Regions from separate parts of the Sus scrofa genome. Here region 2 is linked to region 1. The links are chromatin contacts, called in public HiChIP or PLAC-seq maps. All regions are on one chromosome and are shown on one strand. The core of a region is the stretch at or near the end of the contact, and the rest is flanking DNA. Distances in the headings are between cores, read along the strand shown. Region 1 holds the start of RAP2A (ras-related protein Rap-2a). Region 2 holds the start of STK24 (serine/threonine-protein kinase 24).

Region 1 (5,026 bases), core at 950-3,449:
TACAAAATCATGTGGACTATACTATCCAATAACATTCTGTCATATTCTGTCCTGTAAGTTTGTGCCAAGAAGTTTGCCCTGGGCTTGTGACTTTATCAACGCAGGAATTATCTGTGATATGTTTAAATACAAAGGGTGGAGCAGTTGGGGCGTTTACTTTACTATTTGATGTATGTACTTGGCCTAAGATTGACATGTGACAATGTGGTAGATTGCCCTGTTCTAAAGGTTTTTTGTTTTTTAAAACAGTATGAGGGGAATTAAAGATGTGAGTCATTTAAATACAGCCTCTTAAATATCATATACTTAATAAATTTAACACCAAAAGGGTTCCTATGTTAACTATAGCAATTAACTTTAAGAAATGAGACTGAAAAAGTAAAAAGCTGTCAGATTCACAGATCTTAGGACATTGTCAGAGGCCATGAAAACATTCACTGTATTCCAGCTTGAAATCTAACATATAAAATAACACACGAAATTTTAGTTTAGCTATTAAAGGGCATATTCAATGAGTTAAAGGAGGAGGGGAGAGGACCTCCCCTTTGATCTCCTATGTGGCATTAAAAATCCGCCTCTTGTAATGAATTTTTGAGCAAAGCTTGCGTGCACCTGACTTGGTATTTGCTCTTTCAAAATGAGTAGACTCAAACTGACTAAAAATGAGATTATGTCTATGATAACACTTATAACTAGCTTTTGCAACTGTCTACAAATTTAGGGTTACTGGTACAACTGGGAAAGAAAAGCAAAATTATGCTGAATCAAAATTATTGGCAATTATTAACTAATAGTAAGAATCAGACAAAACAGTAATGTGTAATTAAATGGTAATTAGAAAAATTTGCTAAAACTCTGAACTGAGATACTATTGCATTTTTTGATGCTAGAAATTATAGGAAAAAATATAAAACAAATAGCAGAAGCCATTAGGCTGTTATATTTCCAAAATGCACACTTGCGAAAAGAGTTTGTAACAGGAAAGAGCTTATCTGCTTTAACTTTAAATTAGCTAATATTTGAGTCACACCTTTGAAGAAACTCATTCTATTTTTAAGAATGCCTCTTTTTTTCCCTTTCTTTTTGTTTCTGAGGGGTAAAGTGGCTAGATTAAAAAAAAAAAGTTAAGCCACATTCTTTAATGTGATAGTACATTCGCGCTCCTACATACTAATACTCTCTCAATCCCACAGAGCCAGGTCTGCAAATAATTTGATAACCTGTCTCTAAAGTTTCATCTTAAGTGAAGAGTTCATTTTTGTAAAACGCCTTGCCACCATTCAATCTTCTATGAAATGAGAAAGATCTCTTTCCATTGGACTTGACATTTTTACCACATTTGTGTAAGCAATTTTTGCTGTCAAATGCTGCAAAGGGAGGTTTTTTGTTGTTCCGTCTGAAAATGTCTCCGCTATACTTGCACAGCTGCCTCCTCCCAGCAGAAACCTACCCGCCCCTCTCCCCCCACTGCAAGTTTTAAACTTTGTTTCCTTTGGGGTTCTGCACAACCGCTACTAATAATATCCAAGAGACAAAGAGCTGTGCTGTGGGTTCACCGGATGCCAAATTTGAGTTGTGAAACAAAGCACTCAAATTTGAGATTCAAGATGACGAGGAGGATGCTACCAGCTAAAAATTTAGGATAAAGCCTAAGACCCCAGAGCCACCTGCCTAGACAGCTCCTCCTGCCCACAGCCACCCCAGAGCACGCGGGAGGGAGTTCTGGCCCCGGGACAGGGGCTGCCGGCCGCACCGCGAAGCCCCTTGCCCGCGCCCCCGGCCCTCTCACCGCTTCACTCGGATGATCTGGTCCCGCATGGGCTTGATGTCCTGGAAGCTCTGCTGGTTGACGAGGCTATAGACGAGGATGAAGCCCTGGCCGTTCTTGATGTACAGGTCCCGCATGGACGCGAACTGCTCGGTGCCCGCCGTGTCCAGGATCTCCAGCACCGACGGCGACGAGTCCACCTCGATCTCCTTGCGGTAGAAGTCCTCGATGGTGGGGTCGTATTTCTCGATGAAGGTGCCGGTCACGAACTGCACGGTCAGGGCGGATTTGCCGACCCCGCCCGAGCCCAGCACCACCACTTTGTACTCGCGCATCGTCCCTCCGCGGCCGCCGCCGCCGCCGCTGCCCGCGACATAGACCTACGCCCGCCGCGCTGCGCCCCCCAACCCTGCGCCGGCGGCCGGCCCCGCCGCGTCCCGCGGCTGCCCCCACCTCACGGCCGCCGCGGCCCCCCGGGCGCCGGCGGAGGGAGCAGCAGCCCTGGGCATGGGCCGAGCCGGCGGCAATGCGGCCCCGCGGGCGCCGGCAGGCACTGAGGGCGAGCAGGGAGTGGGAGCCAGGGAGCCGCCGGAGCCGCCCGAAACGCGGGCCTGCAGTGCCGCCCGCCCCGCCCCTCGCGCCTCCACGCCCAGCTCCCCGCCCGCCGCCGCCGCCGCCGCCGCCGCTCCCCTCGGCGCCGGAGCGCGCGCCCGAGCCCCAGCCGCAGCGCTGCTGGGGGCGGGGCCCGGCGGCCCGGGGCGGGACCCGGTGGCGCAGCCCCGCCCTTGCTCCCCCGTCGCCTAGGCGACCGGCCTCGCGCGCTCCCGGGAGGCTCTGCGCCGTGCGGAAGCCTCGGCCCGCGCTTAGATAAACAACCACCTGGGCCACCCAACAACACCCCACCCCGCAAGCCGCGTCGAACCCTGCGGATCCTGCGTACTGAGCACGCGCGGTTCTTCTGCCCGCGACGGGAACCGCTTCGGCCTGAGCACGCCAAGTTCAGAATTTGGCAGAGACGCGATGTTGGCGGGGCCAGAGCAGTCTCTAGGTTTTAACTTGAGGCGGGGAGTGACAAGAAGACACCGGCAAGGTCCAAAAGGAGGCCTTGGCAGGAGGGCCTTGCTAGACACCACCCAGCCTGTGAGCTTTGGTTTTGTCCTGTATAAACATAACGAAAAAAGGCTTTGTTTAAAGGACGAGCATAAAACCGAAGTGAAGCTTTGTTTTAAGCGTCAAGACACAGAGGGAAAAGTGACAGGCCCTCATCCTGCCCACTGCCAGAGGCGGCAAAGGCCAGCGACCATGCGGAAGCCGGGCCCACGCCCGGTGACGTCGCCGGGAGTCCCGCCCACCTCCCCCCAGCCCCGCCTTTCTTCAGCGTCTGCTGGAAGTCGAGCTCTTCCCACGCCCTGTCAGCTACGGGCGCTTGGAAAACTGGGAGAGCGAAGCCCCAGGCGCAGCCAGAAGGCCTGGGGACAGCTCATAGCAACAGCCAGCCGGGGCACCTAGTAGGAAGCTGGGAGTCGTTCCAGCCAACCAGTGCACGCCTCTGGACCCATGGTACCATTCTCGGCCAATAGAGAGCCACTTCATACCACGTGATGCCCATCCATCAGCCAATGGGGGGAAAGCCTAGTTGCAGGCTCAGCCCTCCCACCTCCCACGCACGCTCTGCCAACCAACCGCAGGTGAGCTGGCGGATGGCGGAGACTTGAGCTGAGCCAACCAGAAATCGCGACTCCCTTGCCCCCAAGGGTGGGTGGAATGGAGACCCGGGGTAGGGCTGGTGGGTTTGGGAGGGGTCAGTGATTGAGGGACAGGTCGTTGCACCCTACGTTGGCAAGGGAACAAGATGTGTTGGAGGCGAGAACCATGGGTTTCGCTTTTAACGTCGTCTCGGTGGCATTCTGCCTAAATGACGGACCCGGAAATAGTGCTGAGTGATGTGGGCTGAATCGTGGGTCAATCGAGAAAACAGGGACTCTTGTCTTGAGGGTGAGAAAATTTCCGGTCATTAAAGAGACATACTGCAGCAGTTGCATGGGTCCTCCATGCGTGGCTCCTAAAACATTTTTAACAACTCCCTTTTAAAACTTACTGTTCTCTCTGTGGCATTAGATCATAATTAAACACTCTCTCCCACCTACAACGTTAAATTTAGGAGAAGTTATATTCCTAAACCTTCCTGGATTATGTTTTGTAATAATTGGTTATTGGATTTGCCTTCCTTAAACTATGTCCTTCTCGAACTAGTCTACAGCCATACATCACTCCCATTTCTTGGGAATGATAGATTTCTATAGTTCTAAGGTTTGATCATGGCATATTTCTTCACCCTTCTTCCCCACAAGGTCATCAGGTAGAGAGGATTTTGGTCTGAGTTCAAAAAACAGATGTTCCTTTCCCATCTTTTCTGTCAATTATCAAACTAGTACAAAGATATACCAGCCATGTATACAAAGTACATATACTAGTACAAAGATATATTTATCCATGTCCTACCGCCTATGGCTCCATTATCTTAAAATGGATAACTTACTTTTACATTATCCTGCTATAGTATAACACACACATCAAGTTTTTGCCAAAGATAATTGTGGGAAAGTGTCCTGCCAAATTATGTAGTAAAATATAATTCAGTCGTTATTTCTTGATTACCTATCAAAATATGAGTTGCAGTTGATCCACCAGAATTAACAGTGAAAGCAGATTGCAAAGAACTAAGAATCAGGAAAAAGGAAAGTTTTAACAGAATTGAAACCAAAGACGATCTGATACCTCATCCTAAGCCAGTAATGTGAATAAGTCAGAAATAAGAGCTTGCACGGATACGAAGTGAAGCTTTGTATCTTTCTGGCAGGGATGTTCCAAGAGGATTTTGTAGTTGAATACAGCGTTCCACTAGCTTTTTAGAAGTCTCATATAGTGTGTAAAGCTAATGCTTTTTGTGGTTTCATTAATAATAGCTACACTTCTTTTACAGAAAAGACAGACTGTGTTTTCTAAGATCCAAATCATGTATTGTGGTAATAAGTTCCTAGGTTTCTTGGGGCTTAAATAGAGCCAAGAAGCATCAGACTTTTTTGTATAGGTTACACCTGTGTAGTACCTTGCATTACGGTGGAACTGAAAAACCACTCCCTTTGCAAGGAGTAAAGGTGCAGCGACTTTTTAAAAAAAAGAAATTTGTATTGGGGTTGAGGGTCTAGAATGCACCCTTAAGCAACTGTTTTCATTTCCTAGGTTCTCAGAAGTTGA
Region 2 (5,026 bases), core at 1,430-3,929, 890 kb before region 1:
GAGGACCGTCGTGCTGAGGGGGAGATAAACAGAGTAGAGGGAAACAGACCAGCTAATGAATGCCAGTCATTCATTGTGTCCAGATAAATTCTATCCTATTGTAATTTACATCCAGCCTCTGGATACAAAACAGGATTCCAATTACTTTTTTTTTTTTTTTTTTGCCATTCCTAGGGCCGCTCCCATGGCCTATGGAGGTTCCCAGGCTAGGGGTCTAATCGGAGCTATAGCTGCCAGCCTACGCCAGAGCCGTAGCAAGGCGGGATCCGAGCCGCGTCTGCGACCTACACCACAGCTCACGGCAACGCCAGATCCTTAACCCACTGAGCAAGGGCAGGGATTGAACCCGCAACCTCACGGTTCCTACTCGGATTTGTTAACTACTGAGCCACGACGGAAACTCCTCAATTACTTTTTTTTTGGCCAGCTTGTGGCATGCGTAAGTTCCCAGGCAGAGATCGAACCCACGCCACAGCAGTGACCCAAGCTGCTGCAGTGACAATTCTGGACCTTAACTTGCCACAAGAGAACAGGACTGGGATTCCGATTACTTTTTATGCCCAGATCATTATGGTCCAATGCTGCAGTGGCTCATTTGTTGGAAGTCAGCCCCCTGCAACAGTGGGCCTACAGGTTGAGTTCCCTATGGCAATATCTTAGATCAGTGCCTACACATGGTTGTCCACTTGTCCTATTCCTCCTCTTGCTGCCGTGTTACAGCCTGAAAGCTGACCCCAAGGAGAGACCTCTTAGCACGATGGTCTCTTTTGGTTGAACACTGACTGAAAAAAAAAAAAAAAATCACCTTTAATTCCAGGGATAGCCACTGCAAAATCTTGGTGTTTATATGTCCAGGTTTTTTTCTTATTTACATATAAAACTATCTATGTGTGTGTGTGCATGTGTAAATGATGTATATTTAAAATTTAAATATAACTTTTTTTATGAAGTAGCCTTGAGATCAGATTATACATACATTGCTTTGTACCCTGCGTTTTCTTCACAATATATACTGAAAATATTTTCTCATGTTACTAGAAATACATCATTTTTAATGACTATATGAATCTATCATCATTTAACTAACCGTCTCTGTTAGACTTTAAATCTGTTTCCAGTTTTCCCACGATCATAAATATCACTGCATCACATCTTTTTATATCCATTCTTCTGCACTTCTTTTTGTCTTAGGATATGGTACTGTAAGTAAAATTCCTGGGTTGAAGATGACGAAGATTTTTAAGATGCATTCTCTTGCCTGTTTTGCCATCCACCCCTTTATGTGCCCATTTTTTAGATGCACTAAATTTACACATGCTGGCACGCTCCCAAGTATCAGGGTTCATGCTTTTCTTAACTTTCTATTTGTTACATTCTCTTCACAGTACTTGGGGGTGACACGGCTTCACCACCAAGTGACAAGGTCTCTGAAAGTCCTCTGGACCAATTGGGGGGGGCGGCGCCGGGGGGGGGGGGGAGAATACAGATTTCCAAAGGGAAGGCAAAGATTACATTTTAGCACCTCACTCCTAGTCTGATCCAGAGCTCTGAATACAGTGACACTTCAGAGAATAAACAATCCTTTTTTCAGGGGGAGGACTTTTTAGTTTTTTCCAATAGTCTGTGAACTCGTGGGGGCTCATTTTTGTTTGTCCAACCTCGCCCGCGGTGCCACGTGGGCATTCACCGGTCCTCACAACCGGGGATACGGCACATCACTGCAGTGGCTGCCACTGTTTGTCGTTGTAAATAAAATACTACTTTCTGGAGGCAGCACTGATTCATTCCTTCTTATTTCTTTCCTCTGTAGTTGGAGGAGAGGTGTCTAAAAGGTGGAGGCAGCGGAAAGAGCGGGAGAAGGCCAGGGGAAAGTCTAGACAGGGTTTCCTTTCATTGTGTCCCTTCCTCCTCCCCCTCCCTCCCCCACTTTCCCCTTCTCGGGGGCAGACGATCCCCTATTGTAATTTACATATTCTTAAATTTGCATATTCTCCGGGGCCCAGAGAGGGTGGGGTTCAGCCCCCCACTCCTCAGCTAAGTTTACAGCTCCTAGTATTCCAAGCAGGGTGTTTTCAAGTCGCCAAAACGCGGAATTAACTACTCTCGGCCTCTCCCCTCCCGCTTTCCTCCTTGGGTTGGTTGGAAACTTCACCCAGACACCAAGAAGCTCCGCCCTGGTAGTTTTGAACCGGCCACTGGCTGAGGCCCCGCTGGGCACGCTCCCTCTCGAGGTCCCCCTGGCCCCGACTCTGCCCCCGGAGAGGTCGCCGGGAGCCCGCTTCCCCGGGGCCAGGCGGGGAGGGGTGGGCTCGCGCGGAGGGCAGGAGGGAGATGGTCTGGCAAGAGTTGGCACTCAGCGAGCCCTGGCCGCCCAGTCCCCCGGGGCGCCCGACTGGCCGGGGCCTGGGGGCGGTCGCCCCGGGACCGCCTTCGATTGTGTCCCCCTCCCCACTCCCGCCCGCGCGCCCTCTTCCCAGCTCCGCCCCGCCGGCTGGGAGGGGGGCGCAGCCCGCGGGAGACGCGCGGACCCCCACCCGCCCGGGCCGGCGGCAGCGCAGGCGGCTGCGGCCTAGGGCGCCCGGCGGCCGCCAGCCTCCTCCTCCCCCTCCCGGAAGCGCGGGGCGGGGTCCCCGGCCGGGCCGCGGGGGCGGGCGCGGGGGCCGGGCCGGGGCGGGGCGCGCTCGGCGCTCGCAGGCTCGGCCGGCTGTGCGCGCCCACTCCGGCTCCAGGCGGCCAGCGCACGGGCCCAGGCCGCCGGCTCCCAGCCGAGAGGCAGCAGCAGCCGCCGAAGCGGCAGCGGCGGCGGCAGGAGCGGAAGCAGCTCGCGGCGAGGCCCCGCGCCCCTGGCAGCCCCTCCCCGGCGCGGTGCATGGAGACGCGGCCCGCCGCCGGCCCCTGAGCCCGCCGCGCGGCCCGGGACCCGCGGGGGCTGGGGTGGCCTCGGGCTCCGGCCGGCCCACCGAAGCCGGACTCGGGCTTGGCCGGCCGCCCCCGCCGCCCGAGGGCTGCGCGCGGCCCGCGGGCCTCGTCGCCCGCGCGGATCGCCGCGGCCCGGCCGTCCCGTCCCAGGAAGTGGCTGTCCTGACCGCCATGGCTCACTCCCCGGTGCAGTCGGGCCTGCCCGGCATGCAGGTAGGCAGGAACCCGGCTGCCGAGGGCAGCGAGGGATGCCCGGGCCGGGGCGGAAGCGGGGAACTTGGCGGTGTAAACACGGCCCCCTCCCCCTCCGCTGCCCCTTCCGGGGTCGCGCCGGCCTCCCGCGCCGCGCTCGCAGCCCCCGGGGCGCCCCGAGCGGCCCCGCGGCCTGGGTCTCGGGGGCGGAAGGGTGCAGGGAGCTGGGGCCGCGGCCTGGAGGCGGCCCCGGCGGGCAGGGGGTCGAGGGGGCCGTGGGGGTGCCGGCGCTTCGCCCTGCCCGCGTCCTCTGCCCCCGGCGCCTCCCGAGCCGCAGGCCCCGCGCCGGCCCATCCCCGGGGAGAAGTGATGTGGGGAAATGCCCTTGGAGGCCCGGCTCGCTCTCTGGGCCCCGGCGCGGGCGGCGGGCGCTGGAGGCCCCGGGCCGCCCCGGCGAGGGGGCAGTAAAGTTGAGAGGCGGGAGGGGAGCCCCGGGCGCGCCCCGACTGGTCCGGGGCCCGCGGGGCGGCGGAGGCAGGGCGGGGTGGAGGAAGGTGTAACTGCCAGCTCCACTTCCAGCGCGTTTGTTCGGCGCGTTTCCTCCTGGTGCCGACGGAGGGGAAAGTGCGAGCCCGTAAACCTTCCGGAAGAAGGGATCCTTCGAACCCCGTGCCCTCGAGGGTGGATCCCGGCACGCTGGGCTTTGCCTTGGATGCAGCCCAGTCCCTTCCCAGTAAACCTCTCCGATGCTACTTGGTGGCTCCTTGGCCTTCCAGTGACTTTTTTTGGAGTGGGGGCAGGGGTGCGGGGGGTGGGGGCGGGGAGAGAAGTTGCATTTCCAATTTACAGGACTGCGTGCAAGTTTTTCGCCATGGGGGACTGTTTAAAAACTCTTTGAAAAATAAAACCCCCGTCCTTGGCCAGTTTGTAATGTTTGTAAGGGCATATAAATGGTGGGAGAATGGTTGGGATTAAAATCTCACTATACGGTTAGGGTATGTGGGTAAAGTTTTGCATTCCCGGTTTAGCCAAGCGAGTTGGGACACACCAGCTTTAAGGAAACAGCCACAAGTCTCCCAGCGGATTATTTATCTTGAGACTTTCTACGGGCTCGTTTTCCTCTCTCCCCCTCACTCTTGAGGCCTGAGAAGTTAGTACCTGGACTCCATAGGACCTGGGAATCTGCCCCCCTTTTGGCGAGAGATCATTGCTCTTTCTCTCTCTTAAACCAGAAAAAGAAAACTCGATTTCATTGTTCGCGATTGCTGGCTAGAAAAATAAGGGCACAAAGTTACCAGCATTTTAGAGTTTTGTTTTTTTTTTTTTTAAATGGAGTAACAGTTTACGTTAATAACCTGACTGTGCTTGAGGAAAACTGTCCTTGACTCTGATTTAAAGAATTTTTCAATGCAACGTGCATTTACCACCTAAGCTTCTACTGACTGCTAGGTAAAAATCGGATGTGGTTTCTTGGTATTTCCTAAAATTCCTGCTTTTGTTGGTTTGAATTTAGAGGCAGGAAGGCAAACTGAACTGGGTGAAAAATTATTTCTGACCAGCAGAGCAAGAAGGACCTCTTGTAACATTAAAAAAAAAAAAAAAAAAAAAGCATTTGCTCAATGCTTTCTTTAGACTGACTCTTAGGCTGTTAATCAGGTTGTAATCTAGCTCGCACGCCTCACTCAAAGTACCTGGGGGGTGTTCGGCTTTTGTGGAAAGCGAACCAGTTTAAAAAGGAACTTAAGGCCCAGCTGGCTGGTGCCCTGAAGCCAGCATCAGATGGTCACCAGGTGGTCTGTGGTCTTAAACACTTTTTTGGTCCTCATCTTGTTTTCAAAGCATGGGCCCACATTCTTAAATCTGGGGGAAAAAAAGGAGGTACCTTGCTTTAAATAACTCTGTCTCCCAAATGTTA

What was found. HiChIP or PLAC-seq counts read pairs in DNA pulled down with a chosen protein or histone mark.
Region 2: a contact with region 1 is called in an H3K27ac HiChIP or PLAC-seq map of alveolar macrophages. The contact joins the promoter of STK24 here to the promoter of RAP2A in region 1. A contact is called at or near these places in 2 of 2 datasets of contacts at active chromatin or transcription factors (alveolar macrophages and skeletal muscle).

What each region holds. Positions count from the first base shown.
Region 1 is chr11:66,676,335-66,681,360 of Sscrofa11.1, reverse strand. It overlaps RAP2A (ras-related protein Rap-2a), which reads right to left and starts at 2,199. Exons shown (of 2, transcript XM_021065816.1): 1 at 1,790-2,199. The coding sequence starts at 2,103. It overlaps LOC110255848 (a long non-coding RNA gene), which reads left to right and starts at 3,530. Exons shown (of 3, transcript XR_002336730.1): 1 at 3,530-3,763; 2 at 5,012-5,026.
Region 2 is chr11:67,563,295-67,568,320 of Sscrofa11.1, reverse strand. STK24 (serine/threonine-protein kinase 24) reads left to right here and starts at 2,679. Exons shown (of 11, transcript XM_021065380.1): 1 at 2,679-3,132. The coding sequence starts at 3,091.